Regions from separate parts of the Sus scrofa genome. Here region 2 is linked to region 1. A link is a contact called in public Hi-C data. All regions are on one chromosome and are shown on one strand. The core of a region is the stretch at or near the end of the contact, and the rest is flanking DNA. Distances in the headings are between cores, read along the strand shown. Region 1 overlaps ANXA13 (annexin A13). Region 2 has its middle 47 kb from the start of WDYHV1.

What was found. Hi-C and Micro-C count contacts between places; a contact is called where the count stands out from the background.
Region 2: a contact with region 1 is called in a Hi-C map of retroperitoneal adipose tissue, with 2.1 times the contacts expected there. A contact is called at or near these places in 16 of 47 Hi-C or Micro-C datasets (alveolar macrophages, brain, embryonic fibroblasts and 8 more) and 2 of 2 datasets of targeted methods (alveolar macrophages and skeletal muscle).

The regions. Positions count from the first base shown.
Region 1 is chr4:15,745,749-15,752,080 of Sscrofa11.1, reverse strand. It overlaps ANXA13 (annexin A13), which reads right to left. Exons shown (of 11, transcript XM_013996500.2): 4 at 5,664-5,834; 5 at 3,134-3,167; 6 at 2,953-3,032; 7 at 1,235-1,303; 8 at 722-823. Among named protein-coding and RNA genes, the nearest start is that of ANXA13, 41 kb to the right of the region's middle.
Region 2 is chr4:15,949,163-15,955,101 of Sscrofa11.1, reverse strand. No RefSeq gene overlaps it. Among named protein-coding and RNA genes, the nearest start is that of WDYHV1, 47 kb to the left of the region's middle.

The DNA.
Region 1 (6,332 bases), core at 1,116-3,615:
AAAAAATCTGATATTCCACAAGGGGCTTCTTACAACCAAAGACTGACTTTCAGGGAAGGGCGAACCACTGTGTGCCTTGAAATAGATAACTCAGCTTTGTTGGCTTAAAATGATTAGATTAAAAAATTAATTGCATAAAAGTGATTTATACACATCTTTTCAGGAGTGTATGTCGGAGGTATTATCCTTATCTGTCTCTGGGAAGTGGTAGGCAGGCACTGTTAGCCCAACTGTAAATTGTGATAATAATAACAGCAAACATTTGTAGGCTTAGCATATAAATGGTAAGCATACATCTTATTTAACTTTTGGAGGCTGAATTTTTTATTTTTTTTATTTTTTTTATTTTTAGGGCCACACCCATGGCATATGGAGGTTCCCAGCCTAGGGGGTCAAATCAGAGCTGCAGTTGCCGGCCTACACCACAGCCACAACAACACAGGATTCGAGCCTCATCTGTGACCTATGCCACAGCTCACGGCAACACCGGATCCTTAACCCTTTGATCCACTGAGTGAAGCCAGGGATCAAACCCACATCCTCAGGGATCCTAGTTGGGCTCGTTAACCGATGAGCCACGAAGGGTCGGGGGAGGGGCAAAACGACCCCTGATGAGAAGCTCTGTTGTAAAAGCCCCTCCTAGTTCCATACCTCAGATCTGGACCTCTTTTGGAAATAGCCTGAGATTCGGTTTCAGCTGCCCTTGTGCTGGATCACTTACCACTTGGTAGGCTTGAAAGGTGGCTCGTAACTGCTTGTGACTCCTCTGGGCCAGGACTTCATTGAAGGCAAGCTCGTCCGTGCCCCAGCGGCCTTCCCCTGCCTAGACGGCAGAGTGCGAACACTTTTGAAAAAGCTTTTTGCAAAAAGACTGAATGTATAGAGCTGTGACCAAGTCACCCTTACCGGGAATGATAAAATGTGCGCTGAATAGAAGCAGCATTGATCGCCGCAGTATTTCCACCTTCTAGCCCACAAGTATACCTCACATATTTGTTTATGTTATTTATACCCTCAGGCGTTCCAGAAGAGATCTAAAGTGGTTATCCCCAGGGTGTAAGAATAGGAACAATTCTTTTAGGTACACGAAGACTGTATGTATGACAAATATGTTAAAGATCATACTTATTTCCCAATTAATTCCAATTCACATGCCAGAACGAAACATTTTGTTGAAAGTAATGTTCATGAAAAAAGAAAAGAATTTGCAGAGCCTGCAGGTCTGCATACTCACATCATACAGATCTTTGGCATCCTGACCTGCGAGGTCTTTGTCCACGTTATCTCCTTCTTCACGATTAGCCTAGAAAAGTCAACACATTGTTGTGAACTTGAGTTCCTGCTTGACCACAAAAAACAAAGAGGGCAAGTCCCAGAAGACGGGTGGCTTCAGAGGGGTGGCCGGAAGCTGGACTCATCCGGGCAAAGTGGCAGCGCTGCTCTTTGCTGCCATCTTTTGGGCACAACTGATGAACAGAGTAGCCTCTGCGACCAACACATTTGTACGTTTTTTTTCTCCTAGCAACCAGGGTCACTCAGAAACCCCACTGACCTCTGAGCGACATCCTGATGTCCCCTCGAATGAGTCCATTGAGGTGCTAATAGTCTTCCTTTCAAAATATCAAACTTTGCCTCTCAGGGACTCAGTCGTGAAGAGCCCTGAACGTTGGTCATGGAAGGTTTGAGGTCTCACCTAAGCCCTGAGTGTCAGGCAGAATTCTCGGATGACCTCAACGGCCCACCGCCTTGTTTAATCCCCTCCCATGGATGGTGGGCAAGACCTATGGACATAGTGAGGTATCACTCGTGTGATCATGTTTTGCGTGTATGGCAAGGGGCATGTCTGCAGATGTAATTAAGATCCCTAATCAGTTGAGTTCATCAAAAAAGGTGCTCTTTGGGGGAGGCCTGACCCAATCAGGTGAGCTCTTAAAAGGTCAGAGAGATGGAAGAAGTTAGAGATGTGCTTCCTCTGGCCTGGAGGAAACCAAAGAGCCGTGCTCTGCACTGTCTATGGGGCCACATGACAGGGGACTGCAGATGGCCTCTACCGGCCGAGTGTGGGCTCTGGTCAACATCAAGGAACTAGGACCATCAGCCACACAGCCACAGGGAACCGAAATCTGCCAACAGTCAGTGAGCTCGGAAGAGGACCCCGGGGCCTCAGAGGAGATGGCAGGCCTGGATGACACCTTGATTTCAGCCTGGAGATACCCTGAGCCAAGGACTCGGCTAACCTGTGACAGGACTCCTGGCCCGTGGAAACTGCTCAATCATAGGTCTGCACTGCTTAGGTTGCTAAGTTTGTGGCAGTTTTGTTCTGAATCAGGAGAACACTCACACACTCTTCCTGCTACAGCTGAAGCCTGCTCTGTGTGTTCTCTGCTGTCAGTCTCTCCAGCAGCAGAGTAATGAAACAGAGGAAGCCCACAAAGCTCATCAAGACGGCTGTGTCAATGAGAGTGCAGATGCTATCTGGCTGGAGGCCAGGGGGCTGTGTCCTAAGCAGGGCCAGTTCTGAAAGCCCTGCTTTCCCAGCCAAACTCCCCGCAGCCTGGCTTAGACTCCTTGAGTCCTGGAGTTAGCTGTGTCATGAAAAGGGCCCGGCTTGGGGTCAGATGGGGCTGGTTCTTGCACCTGAGCTTTGTCTTACCTACACCTGGGGGTTCCTCACTGGCAAAATGAGTTGATGATGCTTGATGAAATAACTCATTAACAAAAAAAGGATTGCCAACTGCAAATAACTAGGCAGATTTGTGATCATGGCGAAAATTGCCATTGAGTAATTTCACAATAGCTGGGCTGACAGGACACATGTCGACAGTCCCTCGATAACATTTGTAATAAAATTAGGAAGGGTTTATTATCTATATCGCCTTTTTCTTCGTGGTGCCAAGTTGCCACAGGCTTTATCTCACGATCCCAAAGCAGGCAAGACCTCTTTACGCTTACCTGTAGCAAGGAGACCAGAATTTTTTTTAGGTTTCCGCTTGTATCACTTTTGACATCTGATTCAAGGCTCCTGTCAAATACTTTGGAGAAGAAAAAAGGACGAGAGAGAGCAGATTTAGTTTCCCAGAGGTATTTTGGAAGGAACATTCTTTATCTAAAGTCAGAACAAAAGGTCACTTACACTTTTGGTAGGCCTCTTTAATGGCGATGATTTCCTGGGAAAGGTAATAAAAAAAGATCAATATTCCAAGGCGGGGTTAATAGATAAGATAGGCAGAGACATGCAAAGGGAAGAGGCAGGAGCTTGTCTCTGGACACAGCATTCCTTTCCGATACAGAGGGGCCATCCGGACAGGTCAAGGTCTAGGCCTGGAACAAGCCCCTGACTTTATGAAGGAGTCCTTTTTAAAAAAAAAAAAAAAAAAAAAAGTGTATTGAAGTATAATTGATTTACAATGTTGTGTTAATTTCTGCTGTACAGGAGAGTGATTCAGTTATATGTATGTGTATATTCTTTTCCATTATGGTTTATTACAGGATATTGAATATTGTAGGACCTTGTTTACCCATCCTATGTGTAATGATTTGCATCTGCTAACCCCAAACTCCCAGTCCATTCCTCCCCCCGACTCGCTTCCCCCGTGGCAACCACAAGTCTGTTCTCTTTGTCTGTGAGTCTCTTTCTGATTCGTAGATAGGTTCATTTGTGTCATGTATTAGACTCTCTGTATCAGTAATATCATATGGTATTTGTCCTTCTCTTTCTGATTTAGTGAAGGAGTCCCTTAGCTTACATTCTCCTTAGTTAAAAATGAAAACAGGGAGTTCCCGTCGTGGCTCAGTGGTTAACGAATCCGACTAGGAACCATGAGGTTGCAGATTCGATCCCTGGCCTCGCTCAGTGGGTTAAGAATCAGGTGTTGCCATGAGCTGTGGTGTGGGTCGCAGACTCGGCTCGGATCCTGCATTGCTGTGGCTCTGGTGTAGGTGGGTGGCTACAGCTCCAAATGGACCCCTAGCCTGGGAACCTCCATATGCCGCTGTTGCGGCCCTAGAAAAGGCAAAAAGACAAACAAACAAACAAACGAGGCAGGGCTGTCTATTTATTAAAATGAGGTAGGGCTGTCTGTTTCGGTAGCTTGTGCCGACTGGCCCACTTGGGAGCTGCCTCGGTGTACACTTGAACGAGCAGTGTGTCAGAGCAGACATTTCCCCACAGCATCTCCCATAAACTGTTTTAAAGGAAAGTCAGCGGGCAGTGGAGGGAGAAGGTGGAGGGGGCAGCAGAGGGTGAGGAGCCAGGCTGAGGTTGCCAGGGTGGACGGAGGGAGCGGAAAGCAGGCAGGGGCTGGACACCTGTGATTCTGCAGCCCGTCTGCTTTCTCCTCCTTCCAGCCCACTCCCAGGACCTGCCTGAACCCGGGGTCTGCTCTCTGCCTGCTTTTCTTCTTTTTACCGTCCGATCTAGCTGATTGGAAAAGAAAAAAAGGCTGTGCTCATTGTTTGAGACCAGGACCTGAAAGAAACTTGGCTGAGGATGAACCACATGTGGACAAATGAGATTAGAAAAAGCATGAGCCAAATTAACCTTCTTGCCAAGGTAGGCTGCTCAGATATTGGATGCCCGGTCGCTGGGACTTTGGTACTTGCGGAAAGGAGAGGAATATTAAGGAAAGCTGGGTGGTTAGTGGACAGATTGATGCCATCCTCCTGTGCAAGCGCTGCCTCCTCTAAGGCACGCTAATCGAAAACTGCCCAGGTGGAGGGGTTTTGTTATCCTGCGGGAAGAAAAGAAGTCCAGGGGTGAGGAGGGAAGGGTTTTGCAGTGTGGAATATGACGATACTTCGGGAAACATGGCCTGACAGCACAGGCTGAGCAGGAGGAACCAGCTCAGGTCATCGGCACTCCAGGCTTAAATGGCATTTTAGCGCCAGGACGCGGTTGCGGTTTTTCCTTGCTGTCTGCTCCAACCGCGGCTTCTGTTTCCCACCCAGAAGCCTCCAAGAATGTTAGGTTTTTCTGGCATTTTCCTTACTGGGCCTCCCTCTTCTACACGATGGGTATCATGGAAGAGGGAAGGATCTTCAGATAATGATCCGTGGACCCTCTTTACTCTTGATGAATTCCTTGGCCCTGGTGGGTTCTGGAACCAAAGATGAATGGGCTTCTGTGAGGGCCTTAACGAATGTTCTTTGCAGCTCCTGAGATGGTGCGGGGGGCGAGGTCTGCTGACAGAAGGACACGGAAACCTCTGGCAGGCAGTGGCAGCCCTGGGGGTGCCCACTGGGATCTCCTCGGCACCACCCACCTCCCCGCCTCGTTCTTGCACTTGACACTAGACGCAGCCATACTTGGACCGCCTGCTTCATTGTTTGTGCCAGGAGACCTGCGAAGTCAGGCCAGGTGGGTAAAGCAGAACTTTCTTCCTGCATACGAAACCGTGCATCTCTTTAGAAAAATGAAAGCTGACTGACACAGCTCTTCTGGAAGGTCCTATTCTGTCAAGCTAGGGGCAGCAACACCAAGACTGACGATCGGAGATTGGAAGAGGTGTCTCTCTAGTGTGAACCAAGCGGACACGTCTCTGCCCAACACTTGCCCATCCCGTGGGTGGGATGCGGGAGGACTTTCCCTTCTGGCGGCTCTAACCATCTCTGATGGGCGTGTGGACGCAGCCCTGGGGCCGGTCCAGGGCTCAGCTTGGACTGACCTTGTTGGTTCTCGTGCACAGGATCTCGATGAGCACGGACTCGTCTGTCCCCAGGCCCTTCATGGCTTTCCGGAGCTGCCGGGCAGCGTACTCGCAGGGGCGGTCCAGAAGGGCCAAGGCCGTCTTCTCGAAGTTTCCACTCAGCTCACTCTTGAGCACCTCCTCCAGGTCCTGTGGGAAGAGAGGGAGGGTCTTGGCTGGGAATGGCCTGCGAGCAGAGGAACAGGTGTCTGCTCCCCCTGCTGCCTGGCCTACGGCGGGCCGGGGTGGGGCGGCAGGACACCTGCCATGGCCCCACAGGGCACCATCTAGACAGGGGCTCTCCAGGCCTGAGCGACCTGTTCTGGAGGACGGTGGTCACTTGACTGCCTGTCTGTCTTCCACCAAGGCTGGCAGAGAGGCAGAGAGAAGACCCCCTGCCCTTCTGGGGACCACAAAGGTGAATTACAATAGCAACCAGCCGAGTTCCCGTAGTGGCGCAGCAGAAACAAATCCGACTAGGAACCGTGAAGTTGCGGGTTTGATCCCTGGCCTCCCTCAGTGGGTTAAGGATCTGGCATTGCGTGAGCTGTGGTGTAGGTCGCAGACACGGCGTGGATCTGCCATTGGTGTGGTGTAGGCCAGCAGCTACAGCTCCGATTCGACCCCTAGCCTGGGAACCTCTATATG
Region 2 (5,939 bases), core at 1,397-3,896, 200 kb before region 1:
ACTGGTTTCCCTAATGTTAACATGTTAACTAACTGTAGCATGATGATCAAAATCAAGAAGTTAACATTGATGCAACACTGTTAACTACAGATCTTACTTGAAATTGCTTGTTTTCCTATTTAATACTCCAATTTCTTAGTTCAAGGCAGTAAGTTTGTTATGAGGAGACTAAGTCTTCTCTAAGCTTTGTATTGTTTCATGGTCTTGACACTTTTGAAGAGAACTCATCAGTTGCTTTGTGGCATGTCCTTCAATCTGGATTTGTCTGTGTATTCTTTGATTAAATTGAGGTAATCCGAGTTCCCATTGTGGCTCAGCAAGTTAAGAACCTGACGTCATCTCTGTGAGGACACAGCGTTTGATCCCTGGCCTTGCTCACTGGGTTAAGGATCTTGAGTTGCCATGAGCTGTGGTAAAGATCACTGATGCAGCTCAGATGTGGCGTTGCTGTGGCCATGGCATAGGCTGGCAGCTGCAGCTTCAATTACACCTCTAGCCCAGGAATTCCACATGCAGCAGCTGCAGCTGTTAAAAAAGAAAAAGAAAACGGAGCTAATGCAGTTTCATCAGGGATACCTCAGAAGAAATGTTATGTGCCATATCAGGAGGTACACGATGCCAGCGTATTTTATAACCGGTGTTGCTAACTTAGATCTGTTGGTTTAAGTGGTATCTGTCAGATTTCTCCATTGTAAGTTACTGTTTTTCCTTTTGTGGCTGTGAAAATACTTTGAGACTATGAAAATACCTATTTCTTACACTTTTGCACACTAGTTTTAGTATCTGTGGAGGATTCTTGCAAGCAGCAATTTTTTTTTCTTTTTTTTGGCCACTAGGAGCTTTGTTGGCTTCTGTATCTTTTCAACATGCTCCATCATTTGTTAGTACCGTCTTACTTTATGACACTTCCTTCTTTTTCTAGATTCATCTTGCATTTTCCTTGCCAAACCCTGGAATCAACATCACCCCCCTCCCCCCCAAAAAAAGCACTTAGTTCCTTTTACTAGAGAATGGATTTAGAAACCATGGTCTTGGTGGTGGATATGCTCATTGCTACTGGGGTGTCATTGCTTCTAGGTCCTCTCAGTGGACAGAGCTAGAAAATATGTGTATGTATACTAACACTCATATCTACCTTTATTTCAGTGTGAATCTGTATAAATACTAAAAGCCATAACGAATGCATTCATTCTAAAGTAAATGCATGAGGAGTTCCCGTCGTGGCTCAGTGGTTAATGAATCTGACTAGGAACCATGAGGTTGTGGGTTCGATCCCTGACCTCGCTCAGTGGGTTAAGGATCCGGCGTTGCTGTGAGCTGTGGTGTAGGTCGCAGACGCGGCTCGGATCCTGAGTTGCTGGGGCTCTGGCGTAGGCCGGTGGCAACAGCTCCAATTAGACCCCTAGTCTGGGAACCTCCCTCCATATGCCTTGGGTACGGCCCTAGAAGAGACAGAAAGACAAAATAAATAAATAAATAAAAATAAAGTAAATGCATGAGTGTGGGCAAGACAGGCTTCTATTTTTCTCCCCCAAATCAAGAGAATGTTACGGTATTTTGCAGAGTCAGTAGTACTTGTTTACTTTCAATTTTATGTTATGATCACATAGCTGAGGTTATTAGAGAAGAGCCCTAACATCATATAATTCTGAAAACAGGAAAAAAAATCATAGAAGTATCCAATTTATGTTTCCTAAATTGGTATTCCATGGAATATTGTTTTGGGAGGGGTTAGCAGGCTTATCATGATAAAAGGGCTCTGTGGTCCAATAAATTTGGGAACCTTGTCATGACAGACCCTCCACACTTGTGTAACCCTCTCCAGGGATTATCAAAGGAGTTCCAAAAAATTTTTTTCCCAGGAATTTCTTCTGTGACACAGTGGTTAATGATCTGGCGTTGTCTCCATGGTGGTGAGGGTTCCATCCCCAGTCCAGCACAGTTCAGAATCTGGTGTTGTCACAGTTGTGGCATAAGTCATAGCTATGGCTCAGCTTCAATCCCTGGTCTGGGAACTTCCATATGCCACCATTGTGGCCCAAAAAGAAAAAAAATTGCATGTTATAAACAAAATATTTATCAGACAACTTTATGGAAGCAGAAGGTAGAAGAATAAGAAGAAGTAAACAAATTTATGTGTGATTTGTGTTACATAAATTTATTTGGGACTGAATGTTGGCCTGCACAATAATGTGAAATTTTAAAAGTAAGTGTGATCCTAGTCCTTGTTGAGAGAAGCTGCTATAAGGTATGTCTTCAAATGGCTTTTAAAGTCTGTGGGGAAAATTATGTTTGCTTCAACAAGGGGCAAATATATTCTTTAGAGAAAAGGTGTTCTCTGCTCCTGCCCTTGAAATACAGCTCAGCAGAACTTATGGAAAAGCTAACAACAAAGACAAAATATCCTGTTTCAAAGTAGTCATTTTGTGGATGAAGGTAGAAACCTACAATCTTTCCCCCACCACAGCATTTCATATTTAAACCTTCTATTTTTAACCTGATGGTGGGATTCATGGCTAATGCTTATGAGATCTGTGTCTAGACAGTTGAGAAAAACAGGAAATGAGTTACATTGTTGTAGCTTAAGAAATTTAACCTTTTGTCTTCTAGTTCCAAGCTGTGCCTGCTTTAAAAAAACATTCCTTCCCTCCTGAGAATTTGAGGGCGTTTAAGGAACTATAATAATCCAAGGACTCTTCAGGGAGCAGAGAATAATCCAGGGCCTTTTCGGGGAGCTATTTTGGTAGAAAAGGAAATGAGAACATGGGTTTCCTGGGCTTGGCCCATGAAATGAACGCAGCCATTTGGAGGGACATGTGTGCTCTCTCTTCTTCTGAATTCTGAGCGTGTATCTCTGATGGTGTGCTTCTAAAGGGCAGGAACTCAGCCTGGCTAATTCATTCTCTCTCTGGGTTGGATGCATCATTTGATGCTGTAAGACAAACAGCATCCTCCAGAAGAGCAAGTTAAGAAGCATCGATGGTATGCTGCTATAGCCAGGCACTGAGCCAAGCACATCACATACATGATCTCACTTAATCCTCTCAAGAACCCTAAAAGATGTGGTTATACCGTTATCCCCACTTTACCCATGAAGAAATGGAAGCACAGAGAAGTTAAGGAACTTTGCAAGAGTAGCAGAACTGGCATTTAAAACCAAACCAATATGGAGTTCCCGTTGTGGCTCAGTGGTTAATGAATCTGACTAGGAACCATGAGGTTGTGGGTTCGATCCCTGGCCCTGCTCATTGGGTTAAGGATCCGGCGTTGCCGTGAGCTGTGGTGTAGGTTGCCGACGAGGCTCGGATCCCGCATTGCTGTGGCTGTGGCTGTAGCATAGGCCGGTGGCTACAGCTCCAGTTAGACTCCTAGCCTGGGAACCTCCATATGCTGGTGGGAGCGGCCCAAGAAATGGCAAAAAGACAATAAATAAATAAATAAATAAATAAATAAATAAAACCAAATTAATATGCTTTTCGAAACTTGTTCCTTTTTTGGGGGGGGGGGCTGCATCTGTGGCGTGTGGAATTTCCTAGGCCAGGGATGGGACCTTTGTCACAGCAGAGACCCGCACCACAGTATTGACAATGCCAGGTACTTAACCTGCTGAGCCACCAGGAAGCTCCTAGAAGCTTGTTCTTAGTTGGTATGCTACACTGTCGTCGGGCTGTTGTGAAGTTTAAATGAATTATGTATATAATAAATTTATCATGATTTCTGGCCTATATTAATAAGCATCATGATTAATTTCTGCTATTATTTACATATATAAGTAAAATACTGCAATTCTTCATTGTTACGTAGATGACACTCACCCCCACCCCGTCTTTGTAAGATACACAGTGTGTAGTGCTTCTAAGTAGCTATCGAATTAAATGAATCGAATAGTAGTGATAAGGATTTATATTTGATGCATTTATTACCTGCAGCATTATAGTGGGGCTGGAGATATAATGATGGCAACAGCTAGTCAGGTTGGAGAGTTTGTTAACAAGTAAAGGAAACTGGCCCACATAGCAATAACATTTACAACTTTGGCTTTATTAGCCATTGCTTTTTTTTTTTTTTTTTTTTTTGCCTCACCAGCAGTGTATAGATGTTACCAGGCCAGGGATTGAATCCAAGTTGAAGCTGTGATCTATGCCTCAGCTGTGGCAATGCTGGATTCTTTTTTTTTTTTTTTTTTTTTTTTTTTTTGTCTTTTTGCCTTTTCTAGGGCCACTCCTGTGGCATATGGAGATTCCCAGGCTAGGGGTCCATTCGGAGCTGTAGCTGCTGGCCTATGCCAGCAACGAGGGATCCGAGCCGCATCTGCGACCTACATTACAGCTCATGGCAATGCCGGATCCTTAACCCACTGAGCAAGGCCAGGGATCAAACCTGCAACCTCATGGTTCCTAGTCAGATTCGTTAACCACTGAGCCACGACGGGAACTCCAATGCTGGATTCTTAACCCACTGTACCACGCTGGGGACTGAACCCATACCTGGAGCCGCTACAGTCGGATTCTTAACCCACTGTGCTACAGCGGGAACTCCAGCCATTGCTTCTTAGAGTCTAAGAAGTAGCCGTATACCACACACAACAAATATTGCATTAAGGGCCTGCTTTGTCAGCCTCAAAGGCAGGAGGGATGCGGTATTAGGTAAGATATAATCCTTGTGCTCATGGATTTACAACCTAATAGATAATACACTAAAAAAACAAACAAGCAAGTGAAATCATTCCAAACTGTAGTAGGTGCCACCAAGGAAATGATCAGAGGGTTGAAAGATGGAATAATGGAGCTGGGACTGGGAAGGAAGGTCAGATCCTACCTTGCATGGGGAAGTGAAGGGAGGCTTCCTGGAGTAGGTGGCCTTTAAGCCCTGAAGATGAGAGAGAGCCCAGGAAGAAGAAGCAATACAAAGACTGTGAGGTGGGGGAAGGAAGACCTTGACAAGTTCAAGGGCTTGAAAGGGGGTGATTGGGCTAGAGTATAACGAGGAGAATGGGATGAAGTGAGGCTGGAAAGAGGCAGGACCGATCACGGAGGGCCTTCGCCACTCTTGGTAAGGCATTGGGTTTTATTCAGAGTGTAGTGAAAACCCACCAAAAGGTCCTGAATAGACAGTGACGTGATCTGACTTGCTGCTGTGTGGAGAATGAACTAGACAGCATAGGAATGCTGTTGGGGTCGCCTGTGCAAAAGATGGTGGTCGCTGGGCCCAAGCACCCCTTACCAGAGGGAGGATGGATGGTCAGGGATGGGAAAGGAAAAGGAGAGGTGGTGGCAGAAGCAGATGTCAGAGTGACGTGGAGCCAAGAGCCGAGGAAAGCAGGCAGCCTCTAGAAACTAGAAAAGCCAAAGGAATGGATTCTCCCTGAAAGCCTCCAGAAGGAACCAGCCCTGCCAACCTAATTCTTGACTTCTGATCTCCAGAACATTGATACATTCATCTTCATACATTTGTGTTGCTTTAAGCCTTTAGGTTTGTGGTAATTAATTACAGCAGGGGGGGTGTTGCCTCCCACCCTGCCCCCTCCTCCAGATCTCTGTCTTTCTTCCACTGGCCGGAAGACACAGGCAAGGGACCACAGATGCAGTTTCCATGGGTCAGCCGTTCAGGTGACAAAGAGGATGGGAAAGGGTGGAGAGTGGATCTGGTGCAGCCGCTGGAAAATAACCAGCCCTGTGCAGGTTGCCAAGCAGAGTGTCTTGCTCATAATCTGGAGTTTATTATAAAGTAGGACGTTTGGAGTGGTGCCCTTGCTTAATCTCTGCTCTCTTTTGTGAGTTCTTTCTCGGGCAGCCTTAAAAGTTCTTTGGTTTTGCCTCATATCTTTATAGTGCAGATAAGTGAAGTCAATGCACCTGTTTCTAATATCAAATTCACCCCCCAGTGGGATGCAGCGAGTTTCCAAAGCAAATGATATGAGTTAAGGTTAGGCCATCTTT